Linked DNA regions of Mus musculus: region 1 is linked to region 2. A link is a contact called in public Hi-C data. All regions are on one chromosome and are shown on one strand. The core of a region is the stretch at or near the end of the contact, and the rest is flanking DNA. Distances in the headings are between cores, read along the strand shown.

Evidence for each region. A called contact is a pair of places that touch in the nucleus more often than the background predicts.
Region 1: a Hi-C map of the G1E-ER4 cell line shows a contact between it and region 2, with 2.3 times the contacts expected there. The contact joins two enhancer-like sites. A contact is called at or near these places in 2 of 39 promoter capture datasets (both in embryonic stem cells), 9 of 484 Hi-C or Micro-C datasets (the G1E-ER4 cell line, the HPC-7 cell line, cerebral cortex and 3 more), 12 of 115 datasets of contacts at active chromatin or transcription factors (the 230-238 cell line, CD8 T cells, the HPC-7 cell line and 5 more) and 5 of 9 other capture datasets (adipose tissue, embryonic stem cells, liver and 2 more).

The regions. Positions count from the first base shown.
Region 1 is chr10:21,192,916-21,199,595 of GRCm38.p6, reverse strand. No RefSeq gene overlaps it. Among named protein-coding and RNA genes, the nearest start is that of Gm33619, 9.3 kb to the right of the region's middle. Within about 2 kb of position 2,850, at least 62 of the 459 cell types and tissues checked have an H3K27ac peak or open chromatin away from gene starts, as enhancers often do. A contact at or near this core is called in the G1E-ER4 cell line, the HPC-7 cell line and double positive thymocytes, where this site is marked.
Region 2 is chr10:21,052,995-21,059,953 of GRCm38.p6, reverse strand. Ahi1 (Abelson helper integration site 1) reads right to left here. Exons shown (of 24, transcript NM_026203.3): 20 at 4,811-4,973; 21 at 1,704-1,801. Among named protein-coding and RNA genes, the nearest start is that of Gm20149, 12 kb to the right of the region's middle. Within about 2 kb of position 5,028, at least 93 of the 459 cell types and tissues checked have an H3K27ac peak or open chromatin away from gene starts, as enhancers often do. A contact at or near this core is called in the G1E-ER4 cell line, the HPC-7 cell line and double positive thymocytes, where this site is marked.

The sequences.
Region 1 (6,680 bases), core at 1,601-4,100, 140 kb before region 2:
ACACAAAAGTTCTTTTGGGGTTTATGGTTTAAGTCATACTTCTGTTTATGGAGATGTTTAGTTAACTTGTACGTCCAAGTGCTTTAAAAATTCTGCTCTGTGAAAAGTGACAGTACAATTTCAGAAACCTTCAAATTTCTAATACTTGTACAGTAAGTCATGTTTTAAATATTTCAAGCCAGAAAAGATAATATGTCTACACAAAAATATGCATATTAATGTTTGTGGTGACTTTGTTCCTAACTGCCCCAACTCAGAAAACACCAAGACGTCTGTGTGTAGGCTAATGAATAAATAAATGGTGGTGCACCCTGATAATGGAGTAAAGTTTGGTGTGACAAGGGGACCTCAGCTATATTATACATCAGTAAGGGAAGGAGGCAGTCTTTTTTTTAATATATTTTATTTTTTAATTATTTCATTCCTTTACATCTCAAATGATATTCCACTTCCCTGTTGGTTAACCCTCCACAACTCCCCAACCCCATTCATCATTCACCTTCTTCTCCCTCCCCTTTGCTTCTATGGAGTGCTCACCCACCCACCCACCCACCCCACCACTCCAGCATTTCCCTATGCTGGGGCATCAAACCTCCACAGGACCATTGATGTCAGACAAGGCCATCCTCTGCTACATACGTATCTGGAGCCACGTCTGGTGGTCTAGACTCTGGGTGGTCTGGTCAGCCAATGTTGTTCTTCCTATGAGGTTGCAATCCCCCTCCGATTCTCTGGGCTTTCTGTCAGTTCCCCCACCCGGGTCCCCAAGCTCAGGCTGATGGCTGTCTCCACTCATCCACATCTGCCTTGGTCAGTTCCTGGCAGCACCTGCCAGGGAACAGCCACACCAGGTTCCTGTCAGCAAGCATCTCTTGGCAATGGCAACAGTTTCAGGTTTGGTGTCTGTAGGCATGATGGATCCCCAGGTGGGGCAGTCCCCAGATGGCCCTTCCTTCAGTCTCTGTTCCATTTTTTTTTTTGTCCCTATTCTTCCTTTGGACAGGAACATTTCTGGGTTAAAAACTTGGAGATGGGTGGGTACCCCCATCCTTTGACTGGGGGCCGTGCCTATCTAGTGGAGGTGGTCTCTACAGGTTCTATTTCCCCTTTGCTGAGAATTTCTGCTAAAGTTATCACCTTTGGGCCCTGGGAGCCTCTCACTTCCCTGGCATCTGGGGCCTGCAGTGGTTACCCCCAGTTCCTCATCACCCACTGCTATACATTTTTATTTGATTTCCTGGCCTCCTGTACCTCTTTCCCATCCCCTCCAGTACCTGATACTACCTCCTTACTTCCTCCTCCTCCCCTATCCCTCCCAGATCCCCTTCTCCTCCATCCCTGCAATCATCCTGCACCCCCTGCCCTCTCCCCCCCACCCCACGCCCACACCCCCACAATGCAGGACTGAAGCATCCACACTGTGGTCTTGGAAGGAAGCAGTCTTAAAGGTCCCTGAATGCTTGGTCTCAGCTGCTGAATGACACTCTGAGAGACAAAGCATGGAGCCTGAAGGACGACCAGAAGAAGTTCTGGAACCAGAGGTAGGAAGCAGGAGAAATACTGATGTCACCACGGTGGACTTCTAGGTGATGTCACTGTGCACCTGTTCAAACTCATAGATCTGCAGCACCGAGAGTGAGGCCCAGTGTGAACTCCCAGCTGGTTGGTAATGACCTGTCAGTTGTAATAAATGCCTCTCTCTGACACTGTGGACAATGGGAGCGACGACCCACACCTGGAGTCAGAGGGCAGACATTAACTCTACTTTTCTCTCAGTTTTGCTTTAGGGAGAAAAAAATTTCAGAAAGAAAGTCAGATAACTATTTTAGACATACACCAGACAGAAATTAAACAATTCCTCTTTGAATACAGCCCTTGACCCTCCAAAATGCCTCCCCAAAAGACATTGTTTTTCACGTTTCAACAACAAGAAACTACCAGTTCATCTCAGGTTTTGATCTGTAAATTTCTTATCTCCAGATGTGAATTGGATATGCAACAGATGTAATGTATAAGAAGAAGAAGAAGAAAAACATAAGTTAATGTGCCCTGCTACAGAAGGTGACCGTACAAATCGTGGAACGTAGATCTACAAAGAGGGACCCTGTTCAGCCTCAGAAGCGCTGTATAATCTCAGATCAATAAACATTCCATTTCTATTCTCATTCCCCTGTATTTGACAGACACTGCAAGACCACCCACTCATTGAATAAACTGAGCTCAGAGGTCCACATGCCTTGGACCTCATGATTGAGTAAATTGATAACCTTAAAAACATGATAAAAATCTATTACGTTTACTTTAATTTTTGTCACTTGACAGCTAATACTTCACTAAGGCCATGAAATTATGCCTATGTTTGGCCTAGGAATCACATGCATTAACGTTAGAAATACCACCTGGGGGAAATTTTTTTTTCCTTAAAAACAATTGAGACAAGCATGATATAGTTAAAGTGTAGTTTGGGGGTTGGGTTTCTGCTGCTTATTGTGCCTTCTTCTCTCCAGGGCCCTAGTGATCAGAGAAGAGGAATTTCCAACTGTCACATGATAATTGTTCCCCAATATTGCCCCTAATCTAGCCTACCAGTGTTGTGCTGGTGTTAAGGCTGTCACAGTAAAACCTTTGACACAAATGCGGGGCTTCATGGGAAGATACAATCCATGGAGACTGAAACTACCACCCTCCGCTCCTGCTCTGTACCGGTTTGCAATTGTAAGGCTCCAGAGGACACAGCTTGGCAAGGGAACCCGGCCCTGGTGGCAAGCATGCCTGGTGAGAGTAACCGTGTCTGGTGGCGATGACTTATCATGGGCCCCACAGGCAGTGCCGGAGATAAAGAGAGGTGAGGCCAGAGCGAGACAGGAAGGAAGTGACAGCCCTGTGGCAGTGAGATACTTGTTCAGGATCACAGGTGAGACTTTGAGTGTGGCTCAGGAATTATGACTATGTCTAAGTTAGGGTCATAAAATAAAGGGTGTCAGAAAGACTCAAGGCCATGGGGACCTACATATGTCTTTACTGGGTTGAAATAGTTGACTTCTTACAGAAAAATAACAACAAAAACAAACAAACAAAAAACAGGGATAGACAATTTGAACTAAGTCTAAACTAAAATAAAATTAAATGAAAAAGTTAATTGATAATCTACTTTCATATTTTCAATTATGAATTCCAACATAAGGGTCATAAACATGGGACATTTAACATGCTGTGGTCCCTTCCTATATGTCACTATTTGAAAATGTACTAGACTAATCTAACTGGGCTGTATCCTGTGGCACACACTCTGTGCTGTTCTTACTTATTGTCTTGTTGAGGCAGGGTCTTGCTGTGTGGCCTACGCTAGATAGCCAGCCTTGAACTGTTGATCCTCCTGCCTCAGCTTCCAGAGTGCCAGAGTGGCAGGTACAAGCCACTAGACCATTTCCCTTGCTCTGTTAGAGAGGGTTCACTCCAGAAGGGCCAGCCTCTCATCCAATACCACAACAGGCTCAACAACAGAAAGCGGTGAACATCAGAAGTGCTCTGGCTCGAAGTCTGGGGCTCCTTGCCCAGTGTCTCATCTGTCAGGTTCTGAACTACTCTGAGAAACCCTGAGAGGAATGCTCTCTGCTCTTGTACAACTTCCATTTGACCTTGGGAAACTCACCTAACCTTGTACTTTATTTCCTCACACGTAAAATGGGTTGGGGAATAATAACAGCAGCCCCACCCGTCCTCACTTGAGTCTTACGAGGAGGAATTAGATAATGTCTGCGCTGGGCTTTGCTCCCCTCAGAAGAAAGTCCCTATAAAACACGAGGCAGAAATTGAGCGGCCTTTACGAGGGCTGATGAGATCAAAGCCAGCAGCTAGGGCAGCTTTCTCCTGGCACAGTTCGCTTACTTCTCTGTGCTCTAATAACATTCCTCCCTGCAGTGATTTGCAGATAGTCATTAAGTAAATCTTGCTGCCCTCAAGCAAAGCTTAATTTGCACCCTTACAGCCTAAAGCTTTGTATAAATGAAACCTTGGGAACAGTGCAGGGGATACCTAAAAACAACTCGAGAATTATGATCTTCACTTCTATTTTCTCATCACCTACTCTATAGCCACAATGTTTACATATTTAATACGTAGCTAAGTGGCCCCTTTAAACTAGATCTCGTAGGATCCTTTGTAAAAATATTCTTAAATGCCAACAATATGGGAACGCTTTGGGCACCTGTGTTTGCTATTTGGATGAGCTAAAAATGTCCCCATGTGTTGGGCATGTCATTTCTTTCAGAAAGCTGCTCGGGTCTCAAGCCAGAGAAAAACCACTGTTTGAGGGGACCCCATCTTCCAAGTATGAGAATCCATTAAGCAGGTCTTGAGGTGCTCGCAGGATGTTGCATAACCTGCTTTTCTGATGTTTCAACTTGACTGCATTTCGTTTTAATTTGTTAAATTCTACTGGCAGAGACTCAGAGTAGAATGCTGCACTATCTTATTTTTGAATCTACATGTTAATCGTGTCTAATTGGCCTTCATTTCCATTTGCACAGATTGCTGGTCTTCATTTCTGCAATTAGTAGATCAAATTTCCAAACCTAGCCCCAGCCGTGACCTTATGACATCCATGTAACTGTCTCAGAGTCCTGTCCAAGCCTCACACCTAAGTCACCATCGTGAACAAGAGCAAGCCATCCAGAAGGGGCTTTTGGGAATTTCTTCTTCAAATTAGATCTGTTCAAAGAAACAGGTTTGAAAGTCCTGGGGCCCCATTATTCAGGAACAGCAGACCTGGTTTGTGAATCTTGTTTCGTATTTATAGATTTATTCTGAGCTCTGAGAGATGAACACTGAGTCCATTGTTGGTGGCAACACATGTTTAAAAGTTTAATAAGAGCCAACAATGGATTTTTTTAGTTCAACCCCCACAAAAGGTTTTACATTGTCAATCTAGTCTTGAGTGGGAAAGAATAACTCCTTTTTCTTTATGTTTTAAAGAAGTGATATCGTTGAAAGATAATAATGGATGATTTATCCATTTAAATATGATATCTTCATGTTTTAAAGAATTCCGTATCTGTAATTCTCGATACAGAGATACACTAGAGCCACTCTGGAAGGAGGGTTTGATTTTGGCAGAGCTGAGTTAATTATAAGGGACCCCCCACCCCAGGGAAGCCTCTGCTTCTGCCCCTGATAGGCCTTCAGGAAGAGCCCTTCAAGAAAGCCACATGATCTCAAAAGGGTTAGGGAGGCCCCTTCTGAAAAAAAAAATATTTTTTTCTGTTCCCTTTAACAGTATGCTTTCTCCAGTTAAGTTCCTTTCCTCCAGTGAATACAAATAGCTCTGGGAAGGATAACAGATTACATCTTATCTATTGAGCAGGTCTGTGGGTTTGGGGGTTGTGTAGCACTAAGGGGAAAAGCGGCTGAATTTTCCCTGGCTGTATATTTCCCTAAGAATGAGGCAGCCCTCCCTCCAACCCAGCAGCTTCGTCTATATCTTAAAATATCGCAAAAAGAATCCTTGCACCCAGAGTCTGTGCTCATGTGGACATTTAGCCAAGAGAGGAAGAGGAATGGGAAAAAGAGGAGGAAAAAAGAGGAAGAGAGGGGGAAGACAGGGGAAGAGGAAAGAGGAAGACAGAGGGGAGGGATAGAACAGGAGAGGGAGATAGGAGACAAGGCTCAGTCTACTCTGTGCCCAGGAGGGCGGGCTGTGCCCAGCAGGCTGTAACCTGGATGAGCAGGAAGCCTGCAGCAACATGCCTGTGTCCAGGGTTCCAGACCTGGGCAGGGTAGGGATAAGAGTCTCATTTTAATTATGCCAAGGAGTCTGCCCTGGAAGAATGGAATCTCAGCAACAGAAGATTGTAAATGGAACTGGGCTTAGTCCTGGCAGCAAGAGAGCTGCTGTCTTTCCTTCTCAAGGCAGCAACAAACCCGCCATTGCTTAGGGGAAACGTGGAGTCTCTGTAAAATGACACAGAATAAAAAACCAAGATGTAAAGGCTGCTTCAGCATATGGCCTACACTGAAGCCGAATTATCATTTCAAAGATCTTGAATCCTCCTGTTGCTGAGGCCCAGGCCCCTTGGCTTTCTTCCGTTTCCATTATCTTTCTCTTTTCATAAACAAAACCATTCGAACACCAACACCAAATAGAAAAACCCCTCCCCCTCTCCCTCCCCCTCCCGTCTCCCCACTGGGACCCCACCTCTGTCTTCCCAACGCTCTGGCAAGCTTTCAGTTTGAACTCTTGTGCTGCCTCTGTTCTCACTGGAAGCTGGCTGCTGAGTATGGACTCTGCACCCTGTATCCCACAGCCTTGCTCTCTACCCTCTACCCACTCTGCCTCACCTTCATCGGGTCAGGAGCCAGAACCAGGACATCATTTATCACCTTCTCAACAGCATCAGCACCAAGCACTCATACCCACCTTGAACTCCTGATTGCCCTCACTGATGGTCTCTCCTGGTAGGGCTCTCGAAGCTCTGATTGATATCTACCCATTTCCACCCCAGCTTCTATAATAATATCAGGGAGGAAGAGAAGAGAGTAAAGGAGAGGACGGGATGCTAAAGCCAGAATACCAGGTGGCATCTTTCAAACCTGATTAGTTGTCTGATAGTTGCCAGGAGTCAGGATTGTTTCCTCCCAATGTTGCAAATCTCAGGTCTAGACCATGTCATAGTCTGGTTCTA
Region 2 (6,959 bases), core at 3,779-6,278:
CCCTTGCGTCTTCCCAGCCTTACTCGAGCCACAGCCCTGAGCACAGACTGCGCTTTCCAGTCAGTGCCCTGACTATCCAATTCCTCTTCATGGAGCTGTGCTTCCTCTTCAACGCAGTTCTGCACTTCTGGATGCTTGTGAGTATTTCTACCTGGGAACACTGATGATGTCAGTAGCAAATTCAAACTGAGCTAATCAGCTCTAACTGCCCACTCTGCCTCTCCTCTATGTTCCCAGATCTTCCTAGCTCATCCATTTTGTAGTTCTTGTCCCCTGCTCACTTACATAGTAACCCAGCGACCTCAGCATTATCCTAGGTTCTAATGTCACCAATTCACTGGATCAGCAAACTGAATTAAAGGCCTGTCTTATCTCCCACCCCTCTAGTTCAGTCTTATGTATTTCATTTCCGTGCATCCCTCTGTCTTTGCCTCTACTTACCCCTGCGCCAGCACTATAATTATCTTTTTAACATGGGCATCCTTTCATATCCTTTTCCAGGTCACCTCCTCCAGGGCATCCCTTGTCTGGAGGATAAAATCTAAGCATGGTAGCAGAGGTCACGAGGCCGCTTGTGGCCCCATGTCTGCATTTCCTCTCTAACGTTTTCCCTTTGAGCCTTGATTCCCCAGACACAATCATAATGTACCTCACCTTATTCAAGTCCCCTCTTTGGGAGTGTTTGGTCCTAACTTCATGTAGCACTCACTACCTTTTAAGCTTCAGGCCATGCATTTCTCCCGGGCAACTATTCCTCGCCTTCCCCGGACACAACGAAAGGCTCTATTCCCATGTGTTGCCAACGCATTGGGAATATAATACATATCACCTCCAATCTAGTTCCAAGAGTTTGCTGAAGCTCATAGGTGGCTTACCAGCAGCTCGTTAAGCCCACACAGGCAAGTGTCTTGTTCTACCATCTTCATCTGGGGCTAAAGGACTGTTCAGTATGGAAGAACTAAGGAACTCCATGCTGGTCCAGCACTCAAGGTAACTACATGCTGAGCACACACTGGTCCAGGGCTCAGTTGCCCAAAACCTTTTACTATGACTTGCAATGATACACACACGATATATACTTGTTTATATATCATATATATATATATTATATATGTGCACACACACTCACACACATACTACTTCACAGTCAAGAAATGATGGGCTTCTTGACCTAAGGGAAGAGCTAACATCACACAATAGAACAGGTCTAATAAGCAATACTCATATGAATTCCTACTCTCAGAAGAAAGATACTGACCACTGTTTCTGATTTCACAGGCTTTAAAAGGCATTTCTCTGGCTGATAAGGCCTGAAAATGTCTTCAGTTAATATCAGGTGAAAGAAACTGCCTTAGCGAGATAGAGCTAAGAGTTCTATGGACTCTTGTGACCTCTGGCATCAGCGGGTACCTTCTAGATGCAACTGTGGGGTGGACAGCAGCACCTACAGTCACAGCTCCACTTGTGGGCTGTGCCCTCACAGGCTGTGGGTTGGGGGTTAGGACTTTATCCTCTCTGAGCCTCCTTGGTTTCCTTATCTGGAAATGGCTGTAATGTTCACTTTATGTATTTCTCATTGGTGCCCAGACCAAAAGAAGTAACAATGTAAACAATGGAAGATCATAAGCATGAAAAATAAAGATTATACAGACTGAGAAATCAAAGCACCGCCCACACAGCACCCACCCATTCTTGATTGATACCTTTTGAGAAGCCAGAGGCTTTTCTGGTTTAGTTTTCTCCTTGGGAGTTAAAGGAGGGGAGCGCTCCTTTACCTTCGGAGGGGAGTCTCGATACAGTGCTGGAATTAAAGAAGGAATTCAGTTATTTAAATCGACCCAAGAACAAACTACAACAGAGGGTAGACACAGAAGTGTAAAGACACTGATATTCACTTCTTTGATGTAACAGCAAGTGATATGGCACTTACTGTTAAAGTGGGTTGTAGTCTGACCCATTGGTCATGACTGGAGAGTTAACTGTGAGGATTTTAGACCCGCAGAAGGCATCAATCCCCTACTGTGCTGTCACAGGGACACTTACCTTAGGTGCTCTTAGTACACAGTTACCAGGAACCTAATGTAGGCAAGGTTATGTTAGGGAGCGACACTATCGCTCTTCTCAAGGAACTCTTGTCTGCCTAGAGCAGAGACTCTCAACCTCCCTAATGCTGTAACCCTTTAATACAGTTGCTTATGAAGTGGTGACCGCAGCTCTGAAGTTATTATGTTACTACTTCATAAGTGTAATTTTGCTACTGTTATGAATGAAATATCTGTGTTTTCCGATGATCTTAGGGGATATGACGCAAAGGTTGAGGAACTTTGGCCTCTGAAAGGCAGCTAATAACAGAGAAAGTGATCTGGGATTGAAGTCCTGAATGGAGGAAGGTGCATCAAGCTCTGAGGAACATGTGGGACTGTGCCTGGAAGGGTAACTGGGGAACAGAGAATGAATAAACATGGATTTAGGATTATATCTAAGGTTTAAACTTAAAACCCCTTTAACCTAAGATGATAACCTAATAATCTATTGAATCTACATGAAGTGCACGTGCGTAAAAAGCCACATGGGAATCTTCAAGGGCTAAAATGAAAATCTATTTTAATAAAGAATAATTTGGAATTGAGAAATTGAAATTGTACAATTAAGATTCTGAGATATTAGTGCATGTGGGTATCTGTTGGCATTACTCTGAGGTTTCTGTCTATCATAGAGAAAAGGGTGTTGACTGTGATTAAGAGAAACGGACAGCATTTTCTTTCCAGTGGCTCACAACACAATCAGACTGTGTAGCAAGAGACTGCGGTCTTCTTTTATTTTGCTGCTCTAGTTAAACATTGGGAACAGATTCTGTTCATATATCAACTCTCTTACATTTGCCTTGCATACGTGGATTCAGATAAAGATCAAGGACAATCCCTCCCACTATTGTTAGAATGGACTATGTTGCTGAGAGTCATTTCCCCTTTTACTGCTAAAATGCAGTTGACCTTCTGTTAAATTCAGGGAACAAGTAGGATAAAAGGAGAGGAGAGAACCTGTGCCTTGTGAGACTCGGCTACTGAGCTCTCCAGGATTCCGAGGCTCTCACGACAGTGGCGAGTGCAGACAGCGCTGACTCTTGTAGGACACAGTGAGAGACGGTTACTGCAGAATGGCAATGACTTAAGGAGCCACCTCTGTACACTGCCATCAACCACCCCTGTGGGAGGGCTACTCGATAAGGAAAATAAGGTTTCTTACGTTTTAACTCTTTGCACATTAAATGTCTGTGGCCTCTGAAGAAGGCAAGCCTATGGCTTTCTTTCTGCAGGCGTGATCTTTTTATACTGGCAAGTAAAAGCCTATCTGTAATGCTTTCCCTGGTATGCATGGGAACAGGCTGGAACTCCTGGTCAGTCAGACACCCTCCATCCAGCAAGAGTGCACACAGCAGCTCTTGTGAGTGCAGCCCAGCTGTGGCCTGAACCAGAGCTGGCTCAGGAACTGAGCTGCTGAGGGACATTTGGATGTTAATGCCTGTCAGGAAGTTACAAGTGGGAGAGGACTTTAAAGCGGTCTTAAGTCTATTTGGGAGTTACCTTTCCTACAACTTCCTTTCACCCTGCCTAAAGCTTTCTCCAGTGTGCATTTTCTTTAGCCAAAGAACTCGCCTTGAGGAGAGTTTACAAGCTATTAGTTCCTTACAGAATACACAAACCAGGGACAAGTAGAAAATTAAAAATTGTGTTGCAGGAGACAGAAAGTGGGTACTTTTTGCACTCCTTGGCACTTTTAAGGGGAGGAGGGAGCTGCAGCAAGACAGACACCAGCCTACAGCTTTGGGAAGGACCAGTGGGCAGTAAGTGGGGGGGGGGGGGGGGGGTGTGTGACATTAAAGGGAAGTCACTTCATCTAGATGGAGCCTAGCATGACAATCAAGGAAGACATTCTTTTTCCTCCTTTTAATTTTAAAAAATATCCTTTTACTCTCAAATTCTGGAACTTAAGCCAGGAATTAATAGTCCATTTATTCAGTCATAATATGTTTTAAACGGGGCTTCAAAGATTAGCATGAAAATCAATGATTAGGAATAAATAATTGTTTGCAGAAACAAAAGGCAATCAGAACCAGCATATCAGTGTCTGTGTACGAAAGCGTAGCTGATGTCGCTCAAAGTCCTTATTTCAAAGGCGAAGAAGTCCCCTAGGTCAGTATAAGCTGCGCGTGGGCTGCAGGTCTCCCAGCATGCCACCAGGCCAGCAGCGGCAATTAGGACAGGTAATTAGCATGCATTCCGAAGAAGCAGCCCTGCTGGGTGCCCCTCCTCCAGGACAGTCCACCTTGGGCTCCCTGCGGTAGCCTAGTTTCAGCTTTCAAAAGCCATGTCTGCCTCACTGGGAAGTGTTTGTGCTCTCTTCTTCTCATTTAGTGAACTTGAGAAGGAACAAGCCCCGCTCACTGGTGTTGCTACGGAGACCCCGGCCAGAGCTGAGGTGGACACAGGTAGAGTGGGAGCTGAGGGAGCTGAAGTTCCTACGCCGCTAATCAACCAACAGCCCCTGTGGCGGGAGCAGAGCTGGGCAGCTGCCACAGGCTCCCCGGGCATGACAAGGGCAGTCAGCAGGCACTCCAATCTCAGAGCTGAGTAGCTCTCTGGCATACTAGTGCATCGCCTTTTCAGTTTTCCCATCATGAGGATGAAAAATATTCCATGCTAAACATAAGCAATGGTCATATAGACAATACATGCATTAAAGAGTAGTGAATGATCACATCTTGGGCTCCGTTCTATCATAGTGTACCAGGAAGACTGCGTGCACTTACTTTCACTGGCCACATGATTAGCTGGAAAGAACCCTTCCTGCCCCTTTCTTACGCTGCCGTACCACCAGTCTTCATTATCTTTGAAATACACTCGGATAATGTCTCCACGATGGATGGTTAGTTCATCTGATCGGCTGGCTGTGTAGTCATAAAGAGCCACTACCTAAGAGAGAGATAAGACCACCACAGCTTTATCACAACTGTGCCACAGAAAAAGCCCCAACACTCACTTCCTCTTGCAGAAGAGCAGCTGAAACCAAAGCAGGACTTTGGCAAGTCTGAGGCTGTCTCAGGGGTTGCTAATAGGATCAGGGGTGGTGGGAACACAGCAGGAGAAGCAAGATAAAAGACTGTGGGATTGAGAAATGGCTAAGAACATTCAACACACCAAGATTAGCTTCAAAATACCAGATGTTAAAGTTTGAAAGTGTGAAGCAAATTAAAAAAAAAAAAACCAAAAAAAAAAAAAAACCCAAAAAACAAAACCCATAACACACCATTCCCTTAAGCACTTTATAAAACTCCTTTAGGTCCTGTCCTGTGTGCTAAGCAGATGCATCTGAAAGAGAAAAATGCAGGTTATCAGCATTACAAAAAGGAAAGGCTCAATGGGACAACCTGGCCATTTAATTCCGTTACCATCCCGAGTTGACTGCTCAAGTCTCTTTTTGAGAGAAACTTTTCTTGAAAAACAGCTTTTGATATTTTTATACCAACAGCCTAAATCTCCTGACTTCCCTGTAAAGGCTGATCTTTGTTAGCTAGGAACTAAGAGGAGAAGTCCTAAGACAATCCTCTCCTTTGTTTTATGACACTACCCCTTATATTTGATTTGTTTTTGTTTAAAGAAAAAAAAAAAGCACAAGTCAAAACTGGTGCTGCTGCCTGGCTGAGGGTTTAAAAGCCCTTTCTAGCATCTGGGGGAGCTCAGTCCACCCAGACCCGGTGCACTGTAGAGAGTGGGGCACAGCGGCGTGCATGCACATGCCATTCATGTGTATAAATATGCTTACTTTACCATTTTTCCCAAACAAGGCTTCAAAATGTCCATGTTACAAAACTGTATCATGGAAACACACCGCTGTAGGTCTTTGTAACTAGGCTGATGGGTTCTTTCACTGACTATTTAAATCCTAATGTGCATGGTGTTCCACCCTCGATTAGAGTTCACGAACTGACAATATGTATGCTATATTAACACATAGCATTAATATATCAATAACTGACATTAATATATCAATGCCTGATGATAGATATCTTAGTAATGGATATTTAGCTTTCACTAAATTTTCATAAGCATCCACTGATGAAAGAGTCTCTTGAGAGACAGGGTTCCATAAGACAGGCCTGGCTTCAGATTGCCCACTATACCTCTAATGGTATATACCCAATGATCAATGGTATATACCCAATGATCAGTGGATGCTTTCTTAGTATCCAATGCAGCACATTATAGTATTATGAAGTAGTAATGAAACAGTTTTATGGTTGGGTCACCACAACATGAGGAAGGAACTGTATTCAGGACTACAGCATTAGGAAGGCTGAGAGCCCATGCTCTGAAGCAATGGGACAGTTCCTGGAGCATGTCACCATGGTATTATTGCCATTTAGGCACAGACTTGTTACCCAGCGAGGCAATGAAGTGCCTGCCAAGTCAACAGTCTACATTCCAGCCACGGAGCCTGATCTTTGGCTAGACTCTCTTCTCAGGCTGGAAAGCCATGGCAGAAAGGACGTGGCTCAGGAGAAGCTGCTGAGCGGTATGCAAGGATGTGGTATGCAAGGATGGGCTTGCATCTAAAATGCTAGCAACTTCTCATCTGAAACAACGTATTCTTTGGTTGAACTTGGCAGTAAATTATAAATAAATCATGACCTTTCTAGCTACAAGATTTTACTGTCTAAGTGTTCAAGCAAAACTGGACAAACAACAACAATAAAAACCAATCAACCAAACAACAGTAGGCAAAATCCCAATAAGAGGTTTATCCCCAATGAATAGTATCTGGCCTATTCTTTTGATATGGCAGGCCTCCATGTCTGTTTGGAAGGTTCTCAGTGATTGTTCTCTGTAATACTCCACGTGGTATGTAACCACCATGCATGCATGTAGGACACTGTGTGTATGTCCCCTGCATGTGTGTAG